Regions from separate parts of the Mus musculus genome. Here regions 2, 3 and 4 are each linked to region 1. The links are chromatin contacts, called in public capture Hi-C and promoter capture Hi-C maps. All regions are on one chromosome and are shown on one strand. The core of a region is the stretch at or near the end of the contact, and the rest is flanking DNA. Distances in the headings are between cores, read along the strand shown. Region 1 holds the start of Sstr4 (somatostatin receptor 4). Region 2 holds the start of Napb (N-ethylmaleimide sensitive fusion protein attachment protein beta). Region 3 overlaps Napb (N-ethylmaleimide sensitive fusion protein attachment protein beta). Region 4 holds the start of Cstl1 (cystatin-like 1).

The links. Promoter capture Hi-C pulls out the DNA fragments that hold promoters and counts their contacts. Capture Hi-C pulls out chosen DNA fragments and counts their contacts.
Region 2: a promoter capture Hi-C map of liver shows a contact between it and region 1. The contact joins the promoter of Napb here to the promoter of Sstr4 in region 1. A contact is called at or near these places in 15 of 39 promoter capture datasets (the 3T3-L1 cell line, 3T3-L1-derived adipocytes, the C10 cell line and 9 more), 6 of 484 Hi-C or Micro-C datasets (Th1 cells, cortical neurons, embryonic stem cells and 2 more), 8 of 115 datasets of contacts at active chromatin or transcription factors (acute myeloid leukemia, bone marrow-derived macrophages, embryonic stem cells and 4 more) and 3 of 9 other capture datasets (adipose tissue, liver and macrophages).
Region 3: a contact with region 1 is called in a promoter capture Hi-C map of hippocampal neurons, with 3 times the contacts expected there. The contact joins the enhancer-like site here to the promoter of Sstr4 in region 1. A contact is called at or near these places in 10 of 39 promoter capture datasets (the 3T3-L1 cell line, the C10 cell line, the HPC-7 cell line and 4 more), 1 of 15 datasets of contacts at CTCF or cohesin (pro-B cells) and 5 of 115 datasets of contacts at active chromatin or transcription factors (bone marrow-derived macrophages, embryonic stem cells, fibro-adipogenic progenitors and 2 more).
Region 4: a contact with region 1 is called in a capture Hi-C map of macrophages, with 4 times the contacts expected there. The contact joins the promoter of Cstl1 here to the promoter of Sstr4 in region 1. A contact is called at or near these places in 6 of 39 promoter capture datasets (the 3T3-L1 cell line, 3T3-L1-derived adipocytes, the HPC-7 cell line and 3 more), 4 of 484 Hi-C or Micro-C datasets (LSK cells, cardiomyocytes, cerebellum and 1 more), 3 of 115 datasets of contacts at active chromatin or transcription factors (acute myeloid leukemia, bone marrow-derived macrophages and large pre-B cells) and 2 of 9 other capture datasets (adipose tissue and macrophages).

Annotation. Positions count from the first base shown.
Region 1 is chr2:148,392,004-148,399,008 of GRCm38.p6, forward strand. Sstr4 (somatostatin receptor 4) reads left to right here and starts at 3,374. Exons shown (of 1, transcript NM_009219.3): 1 at 3,374-4,761. The coding sequence starts at 3,468. The coding sequence ends at 4,625.
Region 2 is chr2:148,729,995-148,736,963 of GRCm38.p6, forward strand. It overlaps Napb (N-ethylmaleimide sensitive fusion protein attachment protein beta), which reads right to left and starts at 2,426. Exons shown (of 11, transcript NM_019632.3): 1 at 2,272-2,426. The coding sequence starts at 2,369.
Region 3 is chr2:148,707,383-148,714,125 of GRCm38.p6, forward strand. It overlaps Napb (N-ethylmaleimide sensitive fusion protein attachment protein beta), which reads right to left. Exons shown (of 11, transcript NM_019632.3): 2 at 5,293-5,372; 3 at 1,935-2,051. Among named protein-coding and RNA genes, the nearest start is that of Napb, 22 kb to the right of the region's middle. Within about 2 kb of position 4,424, at least 3 of the 459 cell types and tissues checked have an H3K27ac peak or open chromatin away from gene starts, as enhancers often do.
Region 4 is chr2:148,745,745-148,752,542 of GRCm38.p6, forward strand. Cstl1 (cystatin-like 1) reads left to right here and starts at 4,617. Exons shown (of 4, transcript NM_177655.4): 1 at 4,617-4,656; 2 at 5,067-5,410. The coding sequence starts at 5,183.

The DNA.
Region 1 (7,005 bases), core at 2,124-4,623:
CTTCTCAGCATGAATGCTCCCCTAGGCCTCCTCTCCTGGTAGAGTAACGAGTTGGCCAATACCTCTTCCAGGTACTCAATTAATGTGATGGAAATTTCAACATGAACCATGTTTCTCAAAAACAAAACAAAACAAAACAAAGCAAAACAAAACAAAAAGCCCTGTTTATCTGGGGTATTTATTTTAGTAACAAAAAGCTTACTAACACAATGTCTATTGTGCTATTCTGGTGATAATGATATCAATGAATGTATGGAATTTCTCAGTGCCAGATGTCTTTCATGTTGTAATTGTTTTTTCATGTTGTTGCTCTTAGGATATAGCACCTCATAGATCCAGGTTGGTCTTGAAGTTTCTATGTAATACAGGTTGCCCTTGAACTCTTAATACTCCTGCCTCTACCTCCAAATGTTGGAATTAAAGGTATGTGCCACCATGCCCACCATGTCAGACTTTAAACAGCTTCAAGTATGTCAACTTGCTTGGAACACACAACAGCATAGTGGGGAAAGGGGATAGGGTGATGCCCATTTACAGCGAAGGGTGTGGCAACTCAAATTGGATGTCTTGCCCAAGATCATTCACTGGTGTAATGAAGCAAGGGCTTGTGGGGAATATAATGTCATGTATGTTTTATAAATACCCAGAATTTGAACAGGCTTCATCCCTCACCCAGTACCATCAGCAAAATCAAAACTTCAACTTTGAGATCTGTTTCTGGACTTTGAGGAACAAAGGCCACAGCAGACATCTTGTCTGTTTATCGTGCCATTATCACCAAATGACTGCCATAGACAAGGTACATTGGAAGAGATTTATTTTGACTTGATTTGAGGAATTTTAGTCCATAGTTCTTGTGCCACAGATTCTATACTGAGGCAAAATGTCATGGCAGTTGGCAGACAGGAAACAAATGGACAGGAAAATACAAGAGCCAATTATGATCTTTAAAAACACAGACACACACCACCACTACCTAGGCTACAGAGATGGCTCACTGGTTAAGAACATTGACTGCTTTTACAGAGGACTGTGACTCTATTCTCAGCATCCCCATGGCAGCTCACAACTGTTTGTAATTCCAGTTCCTCAGGATCTAACACTCTCTCTGGCTTCTGCAAGGCACCAGGTAGCATGTAGCTCAAACATATGCACAGATAAACACTTAGAAACTGAAAATAATAATTTCCTTTTAAATTGAAAGACATGTCCCCAAGAGACCTATTTTTCTTAAGTAGGCTCTGCTTCCCAGTTTCCATTCTGCAAAGTAGTGTCACCATCAAGGGGACACAGCCTATGGGAGACATGTGATATGCAAACCAAAACAAAGTCAGGTTTCCCAACTTCCTTTTACACAACCACAAGAGATTTGACCTTTGCAACAGTGCTATGCTGTAGGTAGGGCCTCTTGGCATCAACTTAATACCAGTTCATTGAAGCAACTTTTAAAAGACAAGATCAGATGGCCCCACCAGTCCCTGAACCTCATTCATGACACATGTTCAGAGCCCGAGGCAAAGAGTATGGAGGCAGGAAGTACCAGGAAGGAACTTTTGAGGAAGAAGTAGGAAGATTCCAAAAGCTCACCCGGAGAACTTCAGGAAAGACTTTTCCAGGAAGAGAGAGTACTGAATGCTCAATAGGTGAAGGGACCTCGGAGGAGGTGAGTCCAGGGAAGGGGACAGACAGACAACACGCTTGACCTGGAAATAGAGGTAATCTGTGGAACAGTTACTGAAGAGTCTCTCCAGAGTCCAGAGTTACACAGAAAGCACTGGACACCTCCTTCCACTAAACATTTCCTCTGCTTTTTTTCTGTGTGAGGGTCCAGGCCCCTCCCATGGAGACATTGATAGGAATAAGACTAAAGGAAAAAGCAGGCACATTTAAGGACTGACCACAAAAGGGGTCATGCCCTTTAGGGCCAGCTCTTCTCTAGGGCCTTGCTTTAGCAGCTTATCTAGGGCAGAAGTGGAGGGTTCCCTGCTCATGTCTAGCAGTGAGTTTGGAAGCAGGGATGGATGACACAGGCTGGCAAGCCATCTTTCTTCCTGTGGCAGGAACCTCCATGAGTGAGTGCCATGTGGGAGTTAGCAGGTCTCTCTGTCACTGGAGTCCACTTACTCAAAGCACCTGGGAGACAGGGATTCACTTTCTTTTTCTTTTTCTCTTTTATTTTTTTTTCTTTGTTTTGTTTTTTGAGATAGGGTTTCTCTGTGTAGCTCTGGCTACCTCACTCTGTAGACCAGGCTAGCCTCTGCCTCCCAAGTGCCAGGATTAAAACCGTATGTCACCACTAGCATTCTCTCTCTGTCTCTCTCTCTTTCTCTCTCTGTCTCTGTCTCTCTCTCTTTCTCTCTCTGTCTCTGTCTCTCTCTCTTTCTCTCTCTGTCTCTGTCTCTCTCTCTCTCTCATGTGTGTGTGTGTGTATATATATATATATGTATATATATACATGTGTATATATATATATATATATATATATATATATATATATATATATGAATGATGGGAGGCAGATGCATGCATGCCACAGTGGGAAATAGAGGTCAAATTTCTTTTCTTGTGAATCATAGGGATAAAATTCAGGTCTTCAGGCTTAAGAGCAAGCACTTTTATCCCTGAGCCATTTCACTTGCCTGAGGTTAGTTATCTTGGGGTTAAAGGTATCTCTAGTTCTCCTAATACCACTCCATTTCCTGAGGACCTTAATTCCATGCAGATTCAATTTAAAAGATTCAGAGGGCCAGTGTTTGGGGTGAGGGAGGGCGGGCGGGCAGGAAGAGAGGGAGAGATCCAAGACACACACCCCAGGACCCCAACTCCACCTCTGGCCTCTTATCGACCTTGAATCCACAGAAATGTCCATAGAGACTTTCAGTTTCCCTCATCCCTGGACTGAGCTAAAGGACAATACAGGACTTTCTGAACATTGAAAGAGCAGGGAAGGGCTGTCAGGTGCTGGGATGATGGCTCTGCGTGCTTGGGTGCTTGGGGTAATCTGGGGCCATCCAGATACTTTAATACCCAGAAAACTGTAGGTAGTGAGCGAGCGATTCGGAGAGAACCAGGATCCTAAGGGGAGAGGATCTGAAGAGCTGACGGAGGCGAGATCTAGCGGCACACGGTAGGACGGGTTCCAAGTAAAGTTTCTGATAGCCCGGCGAAACTGGCAACATGGCAGAGGTGGCGCAGGTAAGAAAAGCCCACAAGAGCTCTTCGGGCAAAGGCACCTGAGGTTGGGCGCGCGAAGGGAAGGGCGCGCGCCGGGCAAATGGAGCTCCCGCGGCCGAGGGGCGCGCGGCAGCGCAGGGATTGGCGGGTGCTCCCGGGCCCCCGCGCACTTCTTAGGCGGAGCGGCTGAGCCGAGCGTGTGCGCGCGCGACCCCAGCCCGCCTCTTGGTCCTTGGCTCAGCGCTCCGCTGCTCTCCACCGCATTCCGCTGCCCGGGGTGGGCACCCCGAGACATGAACGCGCCAGCAACTCTGCCTCCGGGGGTCGAGGACACCACCTGGACCCCTGGGATCAACGCCAGCTGGGCTCCGGACGAGGAGGAGGAGGATGCGATGGGGTCCGACGGCACAGGGACAGCGGGCATGGTCACTATCCAGTGCATCTATGCGCTCGTGTGTCTGGTGGGCCTGGTGGGAAACGCCCTGGTCATCTTCGTGATCCTACGCTATGCCAAGATGAAGACAGCCACCAACATCTACCTACTCAACCTGGCCGTCGCCGATGAGCTCTTCATGCTCAGCGTGCCATTCGTGGCCTCGGCGGCTGCCCTGCGCCACTGGCCGTTCGGGGCGGTGCTGTGTCGCGCAGTGCTTAGCGTGGACGGCCTGAACATGTTCACTAGTGTCTTCTGCCTCACCGTGCTCAGCGTGGACCGCTATGTGGCTGTTGTGCACCCTCTGCGCGCCGCCACCTACCGGCGGCCCAGCGTGGCCAAGCTAATCAACCTGGGAGTGTGGCTAGCATCCTTGCTGGTCACCCTGCCCATCGCAGTCTTCGCTGACACCAGGCCAGCTCGTGGGGGCGAGGCCGTGGCTTGCAACCTGCACTGGCCTCACCCGGCCTGGTCTGCGGTCTTTGTGATCTATACTTTTTTGTTGGGCTTCCTACTCCCGGTTCTGGCCATCGGATTATGCTACCTGCTTATTGTGGGCAAGATGCGCGCTGTGGCCCTGCGGGCTGGCTGGCAACAACGGAGGCGCTCAGAGAAGAAGATCACTAGGCTCGTGCTAATGGTGGTGACCGTCTTTGTGCTATGCTGGATGCCTTTCTATGTGGTGCAGCTTCTGAACCTGTTTGTCACCAGCCTCGATGCCACTGTCAACCATGTGTCCCTCATCCTGAGCTATGCCAACAGCTGTGCCAATCCCATTCTCTATGGCTTCCTCTCTGACAACTTCCGGCGCTCTTTCCAGCGGGTTCTGTGCCTGCGCTGCTGTCTCCTGGAAACAACTGGAGGTGCTGAGGAAGAGCCCCTGGACTACTATGCCACTGCTCTCAAAAGCAGAGGGGGTGCAGGATGCATATGCCCTCCTCTGCCCTGCCAGCAGGAGCCCGTGCAAGCAGAACCTGGCTGCAAGCAAGTCCCTTTCACCAAGACCACTACTTTCTGAAAACCATTTTACCCTCCCTCACCTCGCCTGCAAACGGGTCTGCGCCACTCTCTCAAGCCAGCAACTTCAAGAACAACTCCTGTTTTCACTAAGCCAGGCCCTTTCAGCAGCCTGTGTGCTGTCCCCAGGAGCCTCAGGACTCCTGCTAGTCCCTCCCTCTCCTAGGACTGGCTCCAAGGACACCTCCATGGGGGTAGGACTGCCCTGGGATTTGGGCTAAAGTACCATCCATTCCTGGGCCTCTGGCAATTTTTCAAGAGGTGGGAAGCAGGTGGTGGTCAGAAAGGAATGTCTACCCTTGTGTGACTTGTGACAGTGACTGCTTGAAAGAGCCCTTGGGAGGCTGAGGTAGGCAGAGCCTGTGCTCTGTGTAGGCTCTTTGCTGTATGGTAGCATAGTGTGTATGGTGAGACAAGGGAGAAGATAGGATAACTCCAAGTGGTTTCCCTCTGTGTCGGTCTGAGGCTCTCGTTGCTAAGTGAGATGTCTACGTAACAGACGAGGGCACTTGCACTGTCACTGTACAAGTGTTTTCCAGTTGTCAAGGGGCCAGTAGAGACTTCCTGTGAGTGTGAAAGGCTTAAAGAAGCATGATGTGGGGCGGTTTTGCAAGGCATAAAACTTCTGGTCAGGAATTCAAAGGCAGAAAGGATTAAAATCTCATCAGCTGCAATTTTTTTTCCACCCCCGTCCCTGATTGCAGGAATATGAAACCCCATTAAAGCCCGAGCTATGCTATGAGGGGGAAGGTGTCGGAAAAAGACCAGAGAACTAGGTGGAGGGGAAACAGACTCTGTTTTGACATCAGATGATGACCACAGTGAAAAGCCATTCCTGTGCCTTGTAAGTTAACCACAGCTTCAGTATACTTCCCCTGAGGAAGATTCACAGCCTGTAAGAGCTTTACTTAGGCTAAAGCGCTGGAGGGAACCCAGCTTATGCAGCATCTGGGTGAGAAGTGGCTGATTACAGCCCAGATCAGTATAGCAAAAATGCCCTGCTGAGTTCTACTGAGCCATCGCTGGTGGTACTAGAACAACGAGCCAAGAGGGGGAGGAGGAAGCACAGGGTAGTCATCTGGGCAGTCTCCACAGCTGCCTGGCAAGGGAGAGTGTTCTTGAAAAGAAAACACCTGGATCCTATCATCCTAAAGAACATAGCCCTGTGTCTTCTAGGGCAGTCAGCATGAGTTCTATCTAGCTGTTGGGAGGCTAATGAGGATCCAGAGTGAACCAAGAAGTAGAGTGGGGCCTGAGGGAATGCTCCACCACCCTGTGGGTTACAGTGAATCTCTGAAACCCTGGGAGAAGCAGGAGGTGACCTTTTTCTGGGCTTCTTGCCCAGAGCCATGACTTGTATGACAGTAGCAGCTGCCTGGTATGTGGGAAATGGACAAGGCGGCTGAATTCTGGTCCCAGGCACAAATATCTTAAAACCCAAGCAGGTCACTCAGGCCAGGTCTTCAGAATTTTTGCCTGGAAAAATCAACTGCTCCTTGTTGTTTGGCAACTCTTTAGCTGACCCAGTGTTTTCTGTTGTTTTAGCTATTGTTGTTCTGTTGCTGTTGAGACAAGATCTCATGTAACACCAGCTAGCCATCAATTCACTACATAGTAGCCGAGGATGGACTTAAACTTATGATCCTCCTACCTCTACCCACTGAGTGTTGGGATTAGATTGTTCAGCATCATGCCTGTTCCATGTTAGGGATAAAACTCAGCGCCTCGTGGAGGCTAGGCAGGCACTTTACCAACTGAGCTATATCCCCAGTCCCACATGGTGACTCTTAGCAGCTAAGACTGGAGATTCCACCTTCCCCACCAACAGTAGAAAAGAGAAAGTTAAGTGTGTGGACATAGACCTGTTGCATTCTCACTTTCTGAAATAGTCAGCCAGCTAGATGGCCTGATAGTGACAACTGGTGTTGATTGTGGGTGTCTCAAGGGTGGTGCAGGAGTATGTGGAAGTCATCAGAGTCTGCTACTCAATTGATCTTGACTTACCTATGAGAAAACGGCATAGCCAGGTCTCTTCTGTATCAAAGGCCATGGCTATGGGTTGGAAATCTCTAAATAGAGCGCTGACCTCTTTGGCTCCACTAGCATGAATACACACATGCTCACACACATGCACAGACCATTCCTACCTGGTCATTACTTCTCACAGTCACCCTGAGCATTCAGAAAAAGTCAGTTAGTTTAACATCTATAGGTCGTATGTCTATAGCAGCAACTTCTTATTGTTTTGTTCTGTTTTGTTTTTTATTATTATTAAATTGTTTCTTTGTCCCTGGTGCCTGGCAGAGTAGATATCTGATAAATAGTTTTGAACTTCACTGCAAGGATCATATAGTGGAAACTTTTGGCCTTAGCAATGGTTG
Region 2 (6,969 bases), core at 1,176-3,675, 340 kb after region 1:
AATTCCCTGTTAACTTGAGAGTCTCACATGGGGATGGATAACACTACCGTAAATGAGGGATAGAACCAAAGAGGGGTGGGGCAGGGCAACGTGTAAGGTGATGACAGATGCTTGCAATAGCACACCCACAGGACCATTGTAACTAAAAGAGAAATAGGTCTAGTTTGGGGTTTCAAATACTTATATACTTATAATGGATCATATGAAGTTCTACATATTCTTCTCCTAAGCTTTCAGAACCAAATATGACTAGAAACCTCCCAGTCCTGAGTGCAAAGGACACTTAACCTGGCTAAGACTCTTAAGGTATTTATTCATTTAAGCTAGTGACCACACTTTTGGCTCTGAAATCCCATAAAACTCAATCCATCTGCCCTTCTGCTTCTTTGATAAGAGGGACTGCCAGCTCTGATAAGTATGTGGATAATCATGCCACAGCCATTTCCAACCTCCACAGGTCTAAGTATTTTATAAACTCATTGATTATTAATCACAAGACACACTGGATTATAGCAGAAGAAACTGAGGCCCAAAGAAGCAAAGCTAACCTTTTCCAAACCCCACGGTAACAACCTGGACTGCTGTTTCTAAGTGACTCCACACAAACTGAGCGTGGATGGGAAATGAAAGTCTTCCTACCTGGCCTGCCACTGACAGGGCAGCAACGGCCCAAAAGATGTTTCTTCAGAAATAAAGATTCCTCAAAATCCTTTCCGATGAGTGTCTCAAGATTTGACATAGTTTCCTCAAAACAGTGCTCCTCTTGACCAAAATTAAATGTCCATAACTGGCTCAAGGAAGCACATCCCGATGTGGAATGTGTATTAACATCATCTCCCAAGGTGAGCTACTCTGCCATTAAATTTCACACAGACTGAATGCAATCCAGTGTGTGTTTTGTGACTCAGACAAGAATTAGTCTTTGGCACTTGCAATGCTCCTTGTCCCTTTGAAAGAGGAAGCAGTATCTATAACTTACACCTACACTTCCAAGCTTCATATTACATGAGAAATTTAAGAACTAGCAGAGACAAATGCCCTTAGGGGTCTCCAAGCATGGTCTCCTTCTCTATCTTGGCAGACCATGGTACCATAAACTGTATCAATGTGACTCTAAGCATTTCCTGGAGATGCAAACATAATGGGGCTCAATTAAACTATTATATAATAATTAATGTAATTAGTAGTCAGATGAATGAAGTAAAAATAAAAGTCAAAGTTCACTGGGTACATTTTCAGCACTTAAGTGTCTATACTGAATTTTTACAGAAACTGCGTCTCACAATGCAGCAGTTTAGTATGTACCTCTAGTCCCTCTCGATAATTAAAATCTGTTCTTGGTACAGATCTTTCACTTTCAAATGGGAGAAAAAAAAGAAGAGGCACACGTAATTTCTACCGCTGTCATAAACAGCTGAATCATTCGCATAATCAACAGCCCAGAATTCTTCCACAAGCTCTCAGGGCAGGTTTTGCTTTTTGAAAGCTCAGAATGTAAACCAAACCCTTCCCTACCAAGATATGTAAGAATTAACAAAATCACGGGATTCCCAAAGGATACTCTGACTTTAAAAAGGAGCAATGTTACATACAGTTCATCAAACGGGAAGCCTGAACTACGGATACAAGTCACTCTGGCAAATGAAAAACACACCAAGGAGGATATGATTTCAAGGCCCTTGAGCCAAGGCCAGCGGGCAAGTGCCCGGGATACAGGGGCGCAGACTTCGCGCTCCCCACGAGCCACCAGCTGCTGCCAAACTCCAGGTTGAATTCCAGAACCTCACAGTCCTGGCTCCCCCGGGGGATTTACGGGCCCAACCAGGGGAAATGAATAAATCTGGTCCACCAGGAGGGGTGGCATCCTTGAAGAGGCAGCTTGGCGCGGACCCTGGAGCTAGCACCGGACCGTTGGCGACGCATGGGACTTGGGGGACCACAGAGATCTCCGAGGACGCGTAGGTGTTCTGGGTTGTTTAAGGGTGCCTGGGGATTGTGAGCTAGAGGTTCTCCGGGTGTGGGTGAGGGGTGTCCAAGGCCTGAGGATCCCCAAAAGGTTCTGGGGCTTGCAGTGTGTGCTGACTGGAGAGACACCCCAGACACGGCCCAAGGGATGCGATGAGGCCCTGGATGCTACGGGACCCAAAACAGAGCGTGGGCCACTGGGAATCCCGTAACCCTAAGCAGTTGCGCGGGGTACTCTGCGGTGGCAGCCGGCTGGGCAGGGGATCGGGCACCAAGACCCCTAAGGGCAAGACCTCTGGCGCTCACCCGAACAACCCTCGGAGGAAAGAGTGGGAAGCCTTCACTCGCTTCTCGGCCTCCGCCATAAGCTGGACCGCTTCTCGCTCCTTCCCTGCGTTGTCCATGTCACCCGCTGCAGCCAAAGCCTCCTCTGCTGACTAGCTAGGCTCCCGGGACGACTTAGCCCTCCCTCCAGCAGGTGCGGACACGCAGGCGCGGCACGCGTGGCCTTTCGGGATCTGTAGTCCTACATTCCACCTTAATGCCAGTTTGTCAGAGACCACAACTACAGTTCCCAGCAGGCTGCTGGGCAGGGCCGGGCGTTCTCCCGGACTCCCTGGAGGAGGGGGAAGGGGCGTGGCCTTCTGGAGGGGTCTTGGGCCTTGGACCCTTGGAGGTAGACTTCAAGGTTGAGAGAGAGAAAGAAAGAGAGAGAGAGACAGAGATAGAGACAGAGACAGACAGAGAGAGGGAGACAGAGAGACACTCTACAAGCAATACTGCAAAATTTAATCTAATGCAGCAGTTCAGCTCAATTTAGTCAACCATGTGGTGCCCCACCTCCCAACTCTGCCAGAAAAGCAGCAACAGCTGGCCTAAAGAGCTATTTTTAATTTCTGACAGCAAGACATTAAAAATGCATCATCATCCCCAATATAAATTCAGAGTTGATTTTAAGCGTCCCCAAACTACAACTTTCCATTTGGTCCTCTTGTTTAAAAATGGATTGCATATCTTTCCTGTAGGCACAATCTACTCTTGTTATTGACTGAATTCTATTAAATGGCTATAAGCCAGTGAACTCTCTTATGCTTTACATAATGCTGGCTATAGTGGGTGGATCTTGACAAAATTCCTGTCTGCCAGGAAGACTTCTAATCTACTAAATATCCATAGATAGATGCAATCCTGTGCCAGTGACTTCTAGGCCTGTCCCAGAGGGAGGTGTTTTTTAATACAATGTCTAGACCATTTATGCTTGGCAGTGCTACTTCTTAGGTGGTGCAGCAAATAGAATTACTGCCAAATGAGAGTTTCTGATGATTTAAAACTCTTCATGAATACGCTGTAGGAACTGGCAAGCAGAATTTGTCTAAGAAAATGAAGCCTGTTTTCAGAGAACATAGCAAGAGCGTTTAAACTCCTGGAAACAAGCTACCAAAACTGATGTCACAGTGTGGCATGATCCAACCATAGCAGGATGCTCTCAAGATAGAGGGGAATATCGGCTCTTGGTGCATAGTTTTTTTTACAACTACTATGAGCTTGTTTTTTTGTTGTTGTTTTTTTTTTCACTTTGGAGAACTGATTTGCAAGTTTGGAGCAGGAGGGTAGACGGAGGTAGGAAATTGGAGGTGGCAGTGGATGTTGGATTGAAGAGAGAAAAATTGCAAAAAGTGAACCAACATTGGCATTTGAAAAGGAGTCAGTTGGGGAATTTGGTGGATTGAGTCAACTCCTAAGCATCATGGGCAGCAGCAGTGTGTTGATCAGAGCAATTCCCAACCCTGGCTGAATGGAACAACTCTGCAGGATAGTCAAGAAATATTGATCCCTCTGCCACTAGTCTTTGGTGTCCAGATCTCCACTCTACCCTATTCTGGAGTTAATCATTCTAAATTCTAAAGCTTTGGATGAAAAGGAACCAGAATACATTCTCCCAAAGCACACCTCAAAAACCAGACATTTCACTCATCTGCCTTTAATGGATGCTCATTCATTCAGACTGTGGCACCTACCTTACAGTGGCTCTGGGCACATCCTATTCAATGGACATTCCGGATACATTCAAGCTGAGTGAATACAAAGAAGAGTAGATTAGAAGGTTAAAGGCCCACTCTCCATATCAAACAGTCCATAGAGGTTATCCCACCCAGCAGGACTCAGTTATTCGTGGGTTCGAGGGGGACTGCAAACCTGGGCGGAAATGGGAGGGAGAGAAAGGAGAAGCCGAGACCAAGAAGGGATTCCTATCAAGGTCTCAGTTTATTAGGCAGAAACAGTGGTTCTTAAAGCATACATCGAGGGGAATAGGGAGGGATTGAGGGGGAATTAACAAAGAACAAAGAAGTGGGCATCTGGGGACATGAAGGCCGAAGTCAGGCTCCAGGTGGCAGGCATTCTTCGTCTTATCTCCGGAATTCGAATCCTCCTTAACAGCCTTGGGTGTCAGTCCGGGCTCAGCAAGTAACTCGTGTCCTTGGATGTCATGGGAATCAGGAAGAGATAAGGAAGAATTCAGCTTTTACAGCCTCAGGTGCCAGAAAGGGAACAGGGAGAAGGAAGTGATGAGCAGCTCCTAGCACAAGGTCATTTGGCTTGTCAGGGTGGGAGACTGTGAAAGGCTTTTTCTCACGGTATGGTCTCCAACATAGAGGCATGACTGAACTCATCTGAAATCCCCAGTTCTAACAGAAAATGACGTTCGTGAGTAGAGGATGTGGCCATCTGCCTGTTGCTAGAGTTGTAGGTAGAGTAGGGCCACCTTTTATAACCAAGCCTCAACAGTAAAGAATGGTGTGACACTTTTCTACACCGAAGCAAAGAGGTAAAGCTAGCCTACATACAGGGAGGGGAATTGGATGATATTTCTTGATGAGAGGGACTCAACCTTGTTTATTTGTTTGCTGTTTTGTTTTGTTTTTTTCTGGGACAAGGTCTCTCTGTAATACTGGTTGTCCTAGAGCTTGCTACATAGGCCAGGCTGACCTTAAAGGCAGTTTTAAGCCACCACAGATAGGTTAGAGGAAGTCAGTCAACAGCCTGGTCCACCCTGGTAGTGCTGACCATGTTGTATGTCTGGAGACCCCCAAGCTGAGAAATAGAATCACCTCTGGTGACCCTTCCTACCCTAAGGAGTCTGCTAGGGTATCAGCCCCCTCTTCCAGGACATTTACCTTAATTTCTCTTCTGCTTTGAGAAAATACTCTGCCAAAAGCAACTTAAGGGAGATAATAATCCTGACCCACAGTTCAAGGTCTTGGTCGATCAGAGAAGGAAAACTAAGGTGGAGGAGCACCAAGCATCTGGTCACAGTATCTACAATAGAAACAAGGGCAATAAATGCTACGCTGCTCCAGTGTGGGGAGCCGCCCTCACATTCGCCGTTGCAAGATGGAGCTGACATCCTGTGTTCTAAGTGGTAAACAAATAATCTGCGCATGTGCCAAGGGTAGTTCTCCACCCCATGTGCTCTGCCTTCCCCGTGACGACAACTCGGCCGATGGGCTGCAGCCAATCAAGGAGTAATACGTCCTAGGCGGAGAATAATTCTCCTTAAAAGGGACGGGGTTTCGCCATTCTCTCTCTTGCTCTGGCTCTTGCTTCTTGCTCCTGAAGATGTAAGCAATAAAGCTCTTGCGCTCTTGCGCTCTTGCCCTCACTCTTGCTCTCTTGCGCTCTGGCTCCTAAAGATGTAAACAATAGAGCTCTTGCTCTTGCGCTCTTGCACTCTTGCGCTCTGGCTCCTAAAGATGTAAGCAATAGAGCTCTTGCTCTCTTGCTCTCTGGCTCCTGAAGATGTAAGCAATAAAGCTTTGCCGCAGAAGATTCCGGTTTGCTGCGTCTTTCCTGGCCGGTCGCGAGAACGCGAGTAAGACTCCAGCACTACCTGTTCTCCTCTCCCTTGCCTCTCATATAGCCCATTATCCTATCTGTGGAATGGTGCTACCTACAATGGGGGAGTCTTCCAGTTTAATCGGCACAATCAAGATAATCCCCCTTAGGCCACACCACTCCTAAAACATTGTGCTTTACTTTAATAGGCAGGAAAAACAGAGCTTATCCAGAAGGCTTTTTAACCATAATCATGAAAGCAATGCATTCATAACTAGAAACTAGTTAATGATGTCTTTTATTAATTTTCAAAAGACATTCAAAGCAATATGAGTTTGTGGGAGAGGTGAATCTGTGTGGCAGGTGTGTGTGTGTGTACTGGGGGGAAGTAGCTTTTCCTGCTAAGTAACACATGCTATAAATATCCACCCAAAGGACTTTATAGATATGATTTAGCAGTTTCCTTAAATATATCCTATTGCTTGTACCACAAGTTTCTGATCCATAGAGACATCCCCCAATTCCTCTTTCACTTTTAACATATGCATTCCCATCTAAACTTAAACTTAGACGTCTTCAAGATATAGATTTGTAGTTTATATTTCTTTGAGCTAAGGCTTTAGGACATCAGCTAAGAGGGAACATCTTTGATGCAAAGCACTCAGGAGACATGACTGTTATTGTTAACTACCAATAGCTGAGCACATTAGATTTATATAACTCTTTCCCGTGGAGCATAGTTGAGTTGTGTGAAATTGGGCTTTCACAAAAATTTTCACATCTGTCTTGCAAATGAAGGGAATTGCTCTTATCTGGAACACCCTGCCCCCAGTTGAATTAAGAGAATGCCAGCGGTACTTCATGACCAGTGGGGAAGAGCTGAGGTTTCGATGACTTACTCGCATTACAGTAATTGACTTTGAAGATACAGCCAGTCCTTATTATTCCTGGATTTTATCTTTACAAATTCACTTACTTGTTAACACATGATGTTTTTGCAACCATTCTGAACATATCCCAAGTGGTGAAAAATGCGAATGAACTGACATATTCCAGCTAGGGTTAAATACATGGCCTCTGACTTTTGGGTCCATCTCTGTCAATAAGCTTCCCTTTCATAGCCTCTGTAATGCCAAGCTTTTCATTTTAGTCAATTTTATGTTGAGAGAT
Region 3 (6,743 bases), core at 3,174-5,673, 320 kb after region 1:
TGTGGCTTTGTTCCCAGCGGCCGCACTGGTATTTAAAAGCAGTGAAGCTGCAGTCATCCTGGCTTAGTAACTCTTAGGGGATCCATTCAGGTGACAGACTGTATTACAGATGAAACAAGACCGACCACAGGGATTGCCACCAACATTGATAAATTACACCTGCTACTACACAGGGTAAACGCGGTCTTCATCAGTATCATGTGTCTCTATATTAATTTTGGGAAATATCACTTTTTCACAAGAAAAAGATTATTTCAGTGGACTCCATTCTTCAGGTGGCCAACATTTAAAGCACTTTGGAATACTTGTTCATCTGTTAAATTGTATGTAAATGTGTATACTGTTCACAGACGCTCACTTTCAGTATGCTAACCTAACAAAATAGTCTTGGTATTCCGCTTAACGAAGGGAAAACTTCATGATGACAATCCTAATAACTTATTTCTTTTAAACAATGAGCCAGAAAGTTTCCTGTCACAGAAAAGTGTGGCTGAAAGAGGCAGAAGGAGGCAGCTTAACAGGAGAAACAGAAAAGTGACTAGAAGGACAAAAAACGAGAAGCAACCGCTCCCTAAAGTATATTTTAAAATGTCCATTCACCACTACACCTTACAGACTACAGAAAAACAGACAGAACTTATGGATTGCACCACTAAGGCCCGGTGTTCCCACATCACCAAGTTCTTATCCAGTGGTTTTTTTGTGGAGAAACTGTAGTCATCCAGAATTCAGCTCCTTAATTTAAATTAGCACATGAGGCTGTACCAGGTCAAAGTACATTTATGAAACCCAGGACTTTGTGTCTTTGATGTAGGGTTGGATTATACATACATACATACATACATACATACATACATACATACATATATCCTAGGCTGGTCTGTAACTCCCAAGCCTCCAGCCTCAGTCTCCCAAGTGCTGGGATCACAGGGGTGTGTCACCACAACCAAACCAGAGACTTGGATGCTTGTGTGGTATTCTACAATATGAAGGCATTGTAAGTCTGCTGTGCGCCTCCCCACATTCTGCTTATACCCACAGTGTTCAGTTTCTCACTTAGGAAATAAAAATACGGTTAACCTTTCTACAAAAAAAAAAAAAAAAAGCTGGACATTTTTCTTTGGGATACATTCCTAGAAGTTTAGATTTGTAGGTTAAACAAAATAGACTACAAAAGAAAAAAGACTCAGGGTGGTGGTGGTGGTGGTGGCAGTGCACACTTTTAATCCCAGCATTTGGGAGGCAGAGGCAGGCGGATCTCTGTGAGTTTGAGTGAGGCTAGCCTGGCCTACAAAGGGAGTTCCAGGACAGCCAGGGCTACACTGAGAAACCCTGTCTCGAAAAACCAACCAACCAACCAACCAATCAACCAAAAAAGACTAAAGATAGCCATGTACATGTAACAGGATTTTAATACATTACTTTAATACTTCTCCAAAAGGAAATAACATTTGCAATACTTTTTAAATCTACTATTTTTTTTAAAAAAAGGTTTTGAAGAGCACTTAGGAAAACAATAAAGAGCTCTGTGTGGTTAACACACCTTTAACACCTTTTAAACCACTCTCTCACTACATAAAACACATCGAGGAGTACAGTAACATCAGGGTTTCCTTCTTAGTTCAGGACCATGTTTCATGAGGTTGAGATAAGGTGCTTGTAATCCCAGAACTTTGGAACCAGAGTCAGAGGGTGCAGAGCTGCAAGTTTGAAGCCAGCTTTAGCTGCATGACGAAAAACTGTCTCAAATGTCCCTTAACCCTTTCAGACTAATGTCTTTATGATTAAAGAGTAAACATTATTACATTTACCAAAATTTCCTTTCTATCCCATAACACAGAATTCTTATTACCGGGACTTAGCGTGGCACACCAACCTCAAGGCCACAGGAAATGCTGCCAAGGCAGTCACACAGAGCCTCTGAGCGGCCTTACCTTGAGGGTCTGCTTTCTTGTACGCATTTCCAGCATCCACAAAGCTGGTAGCAGAGTCATGCTTGCTCTGGAGCTGCATGTGGAGTTTGGCAGCTTGACAAAACGCATTCCCTGCAGCTGAAGAAGGCGCCACAGTTAAATTGTGAAACAAGGCCTTTCCAAATAAGAGTCCAAGTCTCTAAAAGGAGGCTTTGCAGGCAGAGACCAGAGGCGTCACATTGAAACAAGTGCATTGGGTGTTGGTCGCTTTCCCCGGCAGTTCCAGAAGGCCTGCTTTCCTGAACACAGAGCCTCCTTTCTTAATGACTGTAGCCAAAATTTATGCGCTTGAACGCTAGTCCACATCATGAGATCAGCCCAACAAGGTGCACCCAGCTCACACAGTTAAAGGGCAAAGCACTGAAGCCAAGGGTATTCATCTCATCTCTCAATCCAGTGTCTTTGGCTCTCAGCTGTCATTATTGAGTCTGCTCCACTAGGAAAAACATGACTAAGAATGGCGTGAAACCTTAGGGTTTGGGGGAAAGACGTGGTTTGCTAAGGTAGGATCTTGCCCTTCCTGAAGCTGAACTCAATCCATGCCAGCCTTCCATATGTCAGGACTACAGTGATGTGTTACCATGTCCAGACTCATGTTCTGAATGGCTGGCCTCCAGCTGGTCAGTTCTAGAAGCTTGAAGAGGTGTGCCTAGGTGAGGTCTGGGAACTAAAGCTTGACAGGGCCACCTTCCTTCCCTTGCTCTTCTTGCTTCCTGTCTACAATAAGGTGAAGAAGCACCTCTCCCACCACGCCTTCTGCCCACACACGTGGGGTTAAACAAGCACAGAGTGAGTCTCTGAAACCACGAGCTAAGTGAGACTCTCCTCCTTCAGACTGTTCTGGGAGCTAGGAGCAGTACTAACTAACAACAGACACAAAGCAGTGCACTGCGCTAAGTAACTGCTTGCTTTAAATTCACTCGTAAGAAATAAGACATCCAATTCTGTGAAAGCTTTAGTTGTTTCCGGATCCCAAGCACCCTCGCCACAGGCACTGACCTCATTCCCACATGGCCTTCTGGTCACCAAGGAAAGGAAGCCATACAAACCCTGGAGCCTGCTCCAGTTCAATTTCTGATCTGCCCCTCTGTTTCTGACAGAAGAGTACACGTGAGATTTAGAAAGCACTGACTACCTAGCTTGGCATGGGTGCTCCTGTGGTCTGAATGTTGGTATCCCCCACCCTTTGTATTGAGTATCCAGATGGCACAGTATTACCCACTAGGCCCTTTAAAGGAGTGGTTAATCCACACACTTATACGTGGAATTAGCACTCTTACACAAGACACTGAAAGGAGAACGCCGCTTTGCTCCCTCTGCGATGTGGGATGAAGCAACAAGATGGCATCTTAGAAGTGCTGAGGAGTCCTCGCTTTTCTTTTCTTTTCTTTTTTTTTAATTGGGTATTTATTTCATTTACATTTCCAATGCTATCCCAAAAGTTCCCCACACGCTCCCCCACCCACTCACTCCCACTTCTTGGCCCTGGCGTTCCCCTGTTCTGGGGCATATAAAGTTTGCATGACCAATGGGCCTCTCTTTCCACTGATGGCCAACTAGGCCATCTTTTGATACATATGCAGCTAGAGACACGAGCTCTGGGGATACTGGTTAGTTCATAATGTTGTTCCACCTATAGGATTGCAGATCCCTTCAGCTCCTTGGTTACTTTCTCTAGCTCCTCCACTGGGGGCCCTGTGATACATCCATTAGCTGACTGTGAGCATCCACTTCTGTGTTTGCTAGGCCCCGGCATAGTCTCACAAGAGACAGCCATATCTGGGTCCTTTCAGCAAAATCTTGCTAGTATATGCAATGGTGTCAATGCAATGGAGCTGAGACGAAAGGATGGACCATCTAGAGACTGCCATATCCGGAGATCCATCCCATAATCAGCTTCCAAACGCTGACACCATTGCATACACTAGCAAGAGTCCTTACTTTTCTAATCCTTACATTCCTTACATTCTGAGCAATATATTTCTGTATTTTATAAATTCCTCAGATGAAGGTATCTTGTTCTAGCAGCATAAAAGGATTAATGCAAACACTAACCTGTGAGAACTGGCCTTTAGGGCTACAGTTAGTAAGAATAATCCCTGCTAGCAGCTGAAGAGCCACATTAAGACTTACAAGAGTCTGAGAAGCGCCAAGGCTAAGCTAGCTGCAGGCAGAACCCAACTGATCAGGAGCTTTGCCTGGCTCTGCCTTGGAAGAATGAATGACCCGGACCTGCCGGGAAGTGGTTGGGAAGGCCTGGCTCTGGAAGCACTGGTGCCAGCCATGTTCATCACTGCAGACAAACCTCTCCCCAGCACATTCCAGCACACTTCTCATTTCTTTACAAGTCCCATTGACATTTTACTTTTGACTACGTTTATTGTCCCACGACTAATCATGACCTATCCTTTTCCTGCTGGGAGTACAGCACAACAGCTGGCTCCTTTCGGCTACTTCGACCTCCCAGGTAACAGTTGGTGCTGGTTATACAATTGCATGCTGCCACTTCATTGCTTGGAACACAAATTCCAATCACTGCTAACAAGAGCAGCTTGGTCTCTCTTGACCTGGAAGTGTCTTTAAAGGAGAATAGTCTCTGGGAAGTTACCCAACTTGTCAGTCTCAACGGTGGCTGAAAAGCATTAGCTTAATCATTACAAAAGAACTTTAAAATTATAAAGAGACAAAATGGTGTCATGCTCACCACCAGTGCACCAGTGCTTTAACTTCAGAGCCTTGTTTATTTATTCAATTAAATACTATACCGACTATCCACCACATCAGAGACACGGTGTGGACCCTAGGGATGGAGTCCAATTGCAGACACATAAACACTCTGACCCTCGAAGGTACATGCTAGTGAGGGCCTCCATGTGATGATTCATGTAAATATAAATCACTAAAATACCTAGGAGGTAATGTGGGCTGTGGGGAAGAGTAGAAAGTTTCCAGGGAGAGATCACTGTTTTTAAGGGGTAGTCAGAAGAGAGCTGGCTGAGAAGATAACCTTTGAAGATGGACCAGAAGAAAGCAATAAACAAGGGGAAAGTATGTAAACAGGTAATGGCACGTGCCAAGGCTCTGGGGTGGCAGGCAGGAGCATGAACATGAGCAGATGTGGTAAAGCCTACTACACTGGGTGGCTGGCAGAAGCTGAGACAGACAACGCCCCAGTGCTCAATCTTGTTAGCTACCCGAGATGAGGATCCTTTCAGCACCAATGCTTGGCTCACTCTTTAAAGGGAACACACAGTCCTGTCCTCCTACCAAACTGTTTTTAAAGTAACTGCCTGGTAAATAAACAAAACATTGTACATACCACTCCAGTTCTTGGCCATCTTGAACATATTTGCAGCTCTGGTATACATTTCACATGCCTCTTCTATTCTTGTGTTTCCTCTGAGAGAAATTTAAACGCAAGGTTACATTTCTGTTCTTGTTAATTCATATCATTCATTCATATCCCCCCTCCCTCACTGAAATAATACCGAGACTATTATTGTATTTATTGTATAATTATTACTATATTATTATAACTCTGAAATACTCAATGAGCTCTTCTGTGCACAAGACAAACTACAGAATCTTAACAGCTATTCAAAAACACAGATACTCTTTGTGGTAGTTTGAATAGGTATGACTCCCATAGACTCAGGTGTTAATGCTTGGCCCCTGGGGAGTGGCACTATTAGGAGGTATGGCCTTATAAGAATGGGTGTGGTCTTGTAGGAGGAAGTGTATATGTCACTGTGGGGGGCAGGCTTTGAGGTCTCCTAAGATCAAGCTCTAACCAGTGTGGAATACAGTCTCTTGCTGCCTTTGGATCAAGATGTAGAATGCTCAGCTCCTCCAGCACCATGTCTGCCTAGATGCTGCCATGTTTCCCGCCATGATGACAATGGATTAAACCTCTAAAACTGTAAGCCAGCCCCAATTAAACGTTTTCTTTCGCAAGTATTTCCCTAGTCATAACAATGCTTCTTCATAACAATGGAAACGCAAACTAAAAGATTCTTTTTGATCCTAAATTCCAGTTGAGGAGGCTGAGGAATGGAGGGCTAAAGTCACTGCATTGGACCACACAGCAGATACCATAAAAACAACACCCAGACAAAGATACGGTGAATCCAAGGTCTACAAATGTATCTACACTGTAACTTAGGGCTCAGTGGCTAAGGACACTCGTTCTTGCAGAAGACCTGGGTCCAGTTCCTATCACTTATATGGTGGCTCACGTCTGTAACTCTAGTACCAGGAAGATCTGATACCGAGCTCTCCTGACCTCAATGGGCAGTAGGCATGTATGTGGTACCAATACATACATGTAGAAAAAATACTCATACACAAAAATAAATATATCTAATTTGTTTTTAATACAAGTTTTCTATCAGGAAGGGTAAGTAGATTTCCTTATATTAGAAGGGTACTTCTCAAAGAAGATTATGTTTTGAAGTGTGAAGCTACTTTATCTTGCCATTCTTTAACACCTAATGGACAGATGTGGTGGCCCAGGCCTGTAACACCCACAGTGGACTGACAAAGGCAAGAGATGGCTGAGTTCCAGGCCAGCCTGAGCTCCATGGTGAGACTACCTCAAAAGCAATGCCCCAATCGTCTCAAAAGCCACAAAACCCAGAAACAGAGTACTGAGAAAGTGCCACATTATTTTGCTGCTCTGCTACTGTGTGCCATGTGAGCTCTGGCACAGTTTAGCCTGTCTCCAATATGGAAGCACCTTAGAGCCACAGCCTCACCAGGTACAGAAAAATC
Region 4 (6,798 bases), core at 3,367-5,866, 350 kb after region 1:
CAAGCTATCCTCTGTGCAGTGCTTAGCCTCGCACCCCACGGCATAACGCAGCATAATTTCTTTTAGAGTGGCAAACCAAATCTGAGATTGTCCCGCCTCCACTGCAGCAAAAGCCTACGCTACCATGGCGAAAGTGCGGGCCGCACACTCTGCACCTAACACATGTGCCAAACACAAAAGACACACACACTATAACAAGCATACATCCCAGGGCTCTCATCCCCGCTCATCTTCCCTGAAGCAAGGGATAGATAGCCAGAGGGGCTATATCTTTAAGGGGAATTCAGGGATCAAAAAGCGTGGAAAAATTTGAATGTCATGTCGAGCTGGTATCGGCTTCTGGAATACCAAAAGGATCTCTCATCTCGGCTCCATCCTTTGTGCTTGTGGGATCATCCACCACATCCACAGGGGCAACTGGATCAGGAGCCTCATTCTTGCAGCGTCTCACCAATCTCTCCGGCACCCAAAGAGGTTCCATCTGGTCCTGTGGAAACACACAAACAGACCCTCTCGCCCACATCAACACCTGATCTGGTTGATCCTCTCCAAATCTCCGGACAGAAGGTCCACCTACAGGTGGCTGCTGAGGAGGCATAGGGAGGCGGCACAAAAGCTAATTCGCCTTCCTCCTCCACCTCGGCTCTTTTATTTTGTCCTTTCTGTCCACCTGATAACACTGTGTCTCCTTTCTTTTTCCTTTTTCTTTTTAAGCCCTTCTCCTCTTCCGACATACTTTCTTGTTGCTCTGTAAGGATTTTCTGACCTGTCTTGACTGCCTCTACACACAGTTTCAAACAGTAACAGAGTCCATATATCAGAACAAACAAGACCAAAACTATCAGACCTACCCACAAAGGGTCAATAGAAGAAAAAAGCATAACTACACAGCGAGGATCTATTGATCACTACACTGAGGTTATCATAGTTCCTTAATCTGTCCTGAAACCGTGAACCTTAACTTGTCCCAAAGCCATGAACCTTTAGTTACCTTGTACCTGCTTCCTGGCAACGTTATATTCGCCTCTATTTTATCGGAGGTCCTTCCCAAACTCCTGGGTTACTTTGTGCCTACTTCCTGGCAACTTTATGCTCACCTCTATTTTATCCGAGGTCCTTCCCAAACTCCTGGGGTCGCAAGTTTCACTCACCGTGAACTTACCCTGCCAGCAACCACTGACTGCTGAAAGTTCTGAACTCGGTGGGGGAGTCAGTTCCCCGTACGGGCCACCAATTGTCGCATCTGCTCTCGACCAGCAAGAACGATGCGACCACCAGTCCTTCTAACAGCAGTTTATTCAGTCTTCATCTTTCTTCTTTCTCTTCATCAATACCGTTCCCCAGCTGAATAGTTCTGAATCCACGCTGGATCCTTCTCAACAGTCTGTTTTACGGGAACACTTCATTAACCCCTTCTTCCCCGTTATGCAGTTCTGAATCCTCCCTGTAGCAGGGGGTCTTCGCTCTTGCCTGAAGATGTTTCTTTTCCCGGGTTTCGGGCACCACTTCTTGCGCGCGCTCGCAACTGGCCAGGAAGAACGACGCTGCTACAGAATCCTTCTGCACACGTTTATTCAGTCCTGTTTCTTCTTTTTCCATATATCTCCCTTGTTTATATCTCCCTTGTTTATATCTCCCTTGTTTTTATATCTCCCTTGTTTTTATATCTCCCTTGTTTTTATATCTCCCCCGAACCCTGGGCCTCTCACTCTTTTATACTCTCAGTTCCCATCCACGCACAGCAGGCCACGCCGCCTCACCAGGCACGCAGCTTCAGCTAATCAGGGCAGCAGGGGCAAATCTCCACCAAATTGGATTCACCTGTATCCTGGTACACCTGCGCAGCACTCAAGATGTTTGTGTCTTATATGAGGAAGTCAGGTGCAAGTCATATGACTTAGCTGCAGTCCCTGGCGCCTTTAGGACTGCCGCCACACCCGCTCCCCACACCCCCATCCATGCATCCAAACCGCATTATGAAGTGCAGTTGACAAATAATCCCATGTGTTTACAGTGGACAATTTGAAATTGTAATACTTGTGCCCCTTTCAGAGTCATTCATCACTTGTCTTTTGGACAAGACCGAGGTCTCTGTAATTGCCTCCTTACATGGACCCAGCTAAAGTCTATTTTTTTTCTCTCTTTGCTATGGACCAAGAAGACTCCTCTAAGTTCTCCTTAGTCTATGAACTTCTCAATCCCCTGCCTTCCCTATAACCTATAAAATTATGAAGCATTTTACTTCCATTTTCATGACATGAGGAGAACCTTATTTTTCCTTTTCCTTTGTAAACAGCCAATCATCTTAAACAATCTCCACAGCTGCTTAGACCAATTTGTGTGTTTCTTTTTATTCCCAAATGGAACCAACCATCATACTCCTCCTATTTCAGAGTTATAATGAGGAATCCAGTTTTCCAATTCTGTGAAGATAAGCAAGTACCTTCTTTGCCTTTGTTTCGAGTGTGTTATCAAGCCCCTTACTTCCCCCTTTTTGTCTTCATTCCTTATGGCATTATATCTCTGGCTCCTTATTTTTCCTTTAATTCAAAGGCAGGTTTCTGATACTCACTGTATTTCTCATATTTATGATTGTAATTAGAGTCTCTATTTTGTCTTTATTCCACAAAGAGCTTGGACTAAGGCTTAAGGCTCACCAGACAATGGACCCCACTTAGTTCTTGAACATTAAAAAAAACTGCCCATTTATTCTATATCCCATTGATACAAATAGGCCAGTTATTTCTCCTTTATCCCATAGATTAAATAAATATTTATTTTCTCCTCCAAATCATCAGTCTTTCTGGTATTGTTTGGGGGGAACTAATTCAGGAAACAAGATGCCCACACTGACATGAGGCAGGAAGCAGTTCTATTGTGCAGTTATGACTTACACTCAGGCTCAGCAGAGGACTGTTTGAAAAGCTCAGCCCCAGGGCTGGAGAGATGGCTCATTAGTTAAGAGTACTGTTGCTCTTGCAGAGAAGCCCTGTACCTGATTCCCAGCACCCACATTGGTGGTCCACAACCATCTGTAACTCCAGCTCATGGGACTCTGACGCTCCCTTCTGACTTTGTCAGACATCAAGCACACAAGTGGAACACACATGTACATTCAGGCGGAACATTCATAAATATAAAATAAAAATTTAAAATACATAGCAGAAAGAAAGAAAGAACTGAACCCCAAGTTCAGTTAAACAGAATGTTTCGTACACCTCTGTCCTTCTGCTGGCACATAACAATCCAATTTTGTTGGCTATATTTAGCTTAATTAATAGTGTGTTGATTGTCAATAAGCAGAGTTCTTCCTCCACCCAAGTAGCAGAGCTTACTTAACAAGTCATTTCTAATACAGAGGAGAAAGGTATAGGTGAGACATCTATTTTGTAGTGAGTTCGGCTCATCCAACCTAGAGTGTTCTAAAGCTTCCATGTCTGGAGCTCGACAGATTCTAGGACTCTATGGAGCACAATATGGACGCTGTGGTACCCTAATAGTACTATAAACTATTATTACTGGAGGGACACAATGAAGCTTAGACTAGGACTAGGAGCTCATCAGACAATGGATCCAGCATATGAATCAGATTCAGGAAGAATCACACAGATGATTTTGAGAAATCTCCAGTGCTGGACACAAGGACAAATGCTAGGTGTGGTGGCACACACCTTTAATCCCAGTACTCAGTAGGCAGATCTCTGTGAGTTCCAGGCCTGCCAGAACTCTATAATGGGACTCTGTTTCAAAAACAGAGATGAAAAAATCTAGGCTCAGGGAGATTAAGTAGCCCAGAATCTCCAGAGTACAGCTGGAGCATGAGACATGTGTGTTGCCTGCCATATCACTCTGCTTCTCAATGACTAGTTTTAGTTTTTAACGTTTAAACTTTAATTTTGAAATAATATGAAACTTACAAATAGACTGAAAAGATCCCGAACAAACAAAAGCCCACAGAACCTCGCCTAGGTCTTTAACCTCCTGAAACATTGACATAATCCCAGTACAACTATAAAACTAAGAAGTTAGCATTTCACAATACAGTCACTACAGTACATTCAGATTGTGGTATATGTGCGTGCGTGTGTGTGCGTGCGTGTGTGTGTGTGTGTGTGTGTGTGTGTATGTTGGTGCAGGTAGATGTGTATGAAGGCCAGAGGTTGCTATTGGAATGTCTTACAGCATTACTCTCTGTCTTATTTTTGAGGCTAGGTCTCTCAATGAACCTAGACTTAGCATTTTGTCCACACTGATTGACAGGTGAGGCCCTGGGACCCACCCATATTTGCTTTCCAACACTATGGCTATTAGTGTTCACAGCCCAATCTGACTTTTCTGTGAGTGCTGAGGATCTAAGCTAGGATCCTTATGCTGACACTGAAGAAAACATCTCTCTAGTCCAAGGCTTTGTTGATTCTCTTACTATTGTTCTTTTGCTGGGGGCAAAACATTAGGGTACTGTAATGAGCTCTTAACATACAGGTTGCACCCTGCAGCGATAATTTCTGAGTAAGACTCCTGGCTGACTTCACATGGGGAGCTTGGGGTTACCTCACAAAGCTCTGCTGGGTCATAACAGGATTACAAGGGATAGCCTGGGAACCTGCCAGCACAGTGGGAAACAGCAGAGAGAAATCTGTGGCAGGTAGGAGGCAGGTGAGTAAGGGGACCTGACTGAGGAAGCACAGGGGTTGCTGGTGACTTGATAAGGTGGGTGGAATATACTACGCCAGGTTCCATGTGGTCAATTCCTTTGTCTCAGTTCAAATACAACTTATTCCATAAACTTTCATCTATTTCCATACACAGTGCCCTCTGCTATAGCATGTCTTTATTGTGTGGCTCTGAAGTCTGTTCTTGGGATCACACTACATGTACAGGCAAGGCTAGGGAACGCTCTCATGGCTTGGTATGTGTGCAGAGACAACCTCTTAACCTGGATTGCTAAAGAACAGAATGGCCATTGCTAGTGGCAGGAGCACTGCTCTGGCCCTTGGGAAGTTTTCCATGGATAGTGTCCTTAGCACTTTGGAAGAGTGAACTCAGTGTCTTGATCTCTGCTTTAGGGTCCGTGAAGCTGTCTCCCAGGAAGCCAATGCCGGCAAGACTGCTGTGGAAGGCGGAGAGAACTGTTGCTGCACTCGAAAGCTGGCAGCACTGCAGCTAAGTGCCTTCCGAAGCCATGGAGATGAAGGCCAGAGGTTTGAGGATCCCCTTGCTGCTGTTGCTGGTGACTGTGGTCGTAATGGCTAAGGTGAATCACATCCAGAGGTGGGGGGGTTTCAAGGAGAAGGCCATGAGCAAGAAAAACATCAACTCGACACTCCATTTTTTCATCCGCTCTTACAACAACGCAAGCAACGACACCTACTTGTATCAAGTTCAGAAGCTAATTCAAGGTCAGATGCAGGTTTGTGCTTTGTTGCCCGGACATCAACACAAGCCCCATCCTGCTTCTTGAGACATATGGGGATTTTCTATAACCAAGTCCTGGAAACTCCTCAGGTAGCTTCATGTGCAATGGGTGCACACGATATCTCTGAGTTAAGCAGCTCATTTGGTCATCACAGCCAGGTCGTGACCTAGTCTGGCCTCAGGCTGGAAACTAATCCTTACTACCTTTTCCTTGGCCAAAAGCTGACCTGTAGCTACTCTGCATTGTTCTATGGGAGAAATTGCATTTTGTTCTGCCTACCAGAGGGCAGCATGGGGATGTCTTTTTTTTTTTTTTTTTTTTTTTTTAATGATATTATCTGGAAAAACCATAAGCAGGCTCTGTAGATTCCTTTACTTCCAACAGCATTTTTATTTCTTCAGTGTCCAGGACTGTAAATCAGGATTGAATTTTGTGTTTGAGACATTTAGAGCAACAAGTCTTTGGTGAGAGCAATGGGGTCAGGGAATGCAGCCAGATTAATTCTACCTGTTTTTAGGCACAGTCCTCCCTCCTTCCATGTGAGTGCTAGGATCACATGTGCGTGTCATTGTGCCTTCTCTTTTGTTTTACACACAACTTTGTTGTGAATCTTATCAGTCGAAAGGCGGTAGAGGAAAGCATTTGCTTGAAAACTATTGAGCCAATGTTTCCTCAAGGTCAGATCAAACCAGTCAGAAACAATTCTGCTTCCTAGCTATGCAGTTTTGAGAAGAAATCGTTCACTATGAGAGAAGATTACTAGTCAGAGAGAATGGAAAGCAGATGGAACAGGAGTTAACAGCAAGAAGGGGAAGACATGGGGCCGGGTGGGCAATGTAAGTTTGATAGCTAAAGTTCCTTAATCCCAACACAGACATTCCTGGGGATTCCTTGGTATTATGCACTATAACCACAAGGTGGCGCTGCTTCGTCTTCACTTTGATCGGTTTCCTTAAACTATAATTGAGATACTAATATAACCTGTGAAATCAACCTTCTACCATTAACAGTTAACTAGTCGAAAATATTTTTTAAATGTTTATATGCAAACTTGAAGTTATTTAAAGTGATAAGCGGACAATTTGGACCTGTCACTTGGAAAGGGAGGATCATGGACACAGGTTTCTGGACATCTCAATATCTAGATGTGACTTTGAACGTCTCAATCCTGCAAAGAGGGGGTAGTAGACAAGCGTGGTAAGTGGTGGGCCTGGTTTCACCTTTCAGCTGTTCCCAGCTGTGGAATCATGATTACGCATCATCTAGAATCTTTCCTGCCGCTTCTTCAGAGGCAAAATGAGTCAGAACAGCAACAATTTAGCACAATGCTGCCACCTAGTGGCACTTGTCAAATATTTACTGATATGGCTGTATTCTAAGTG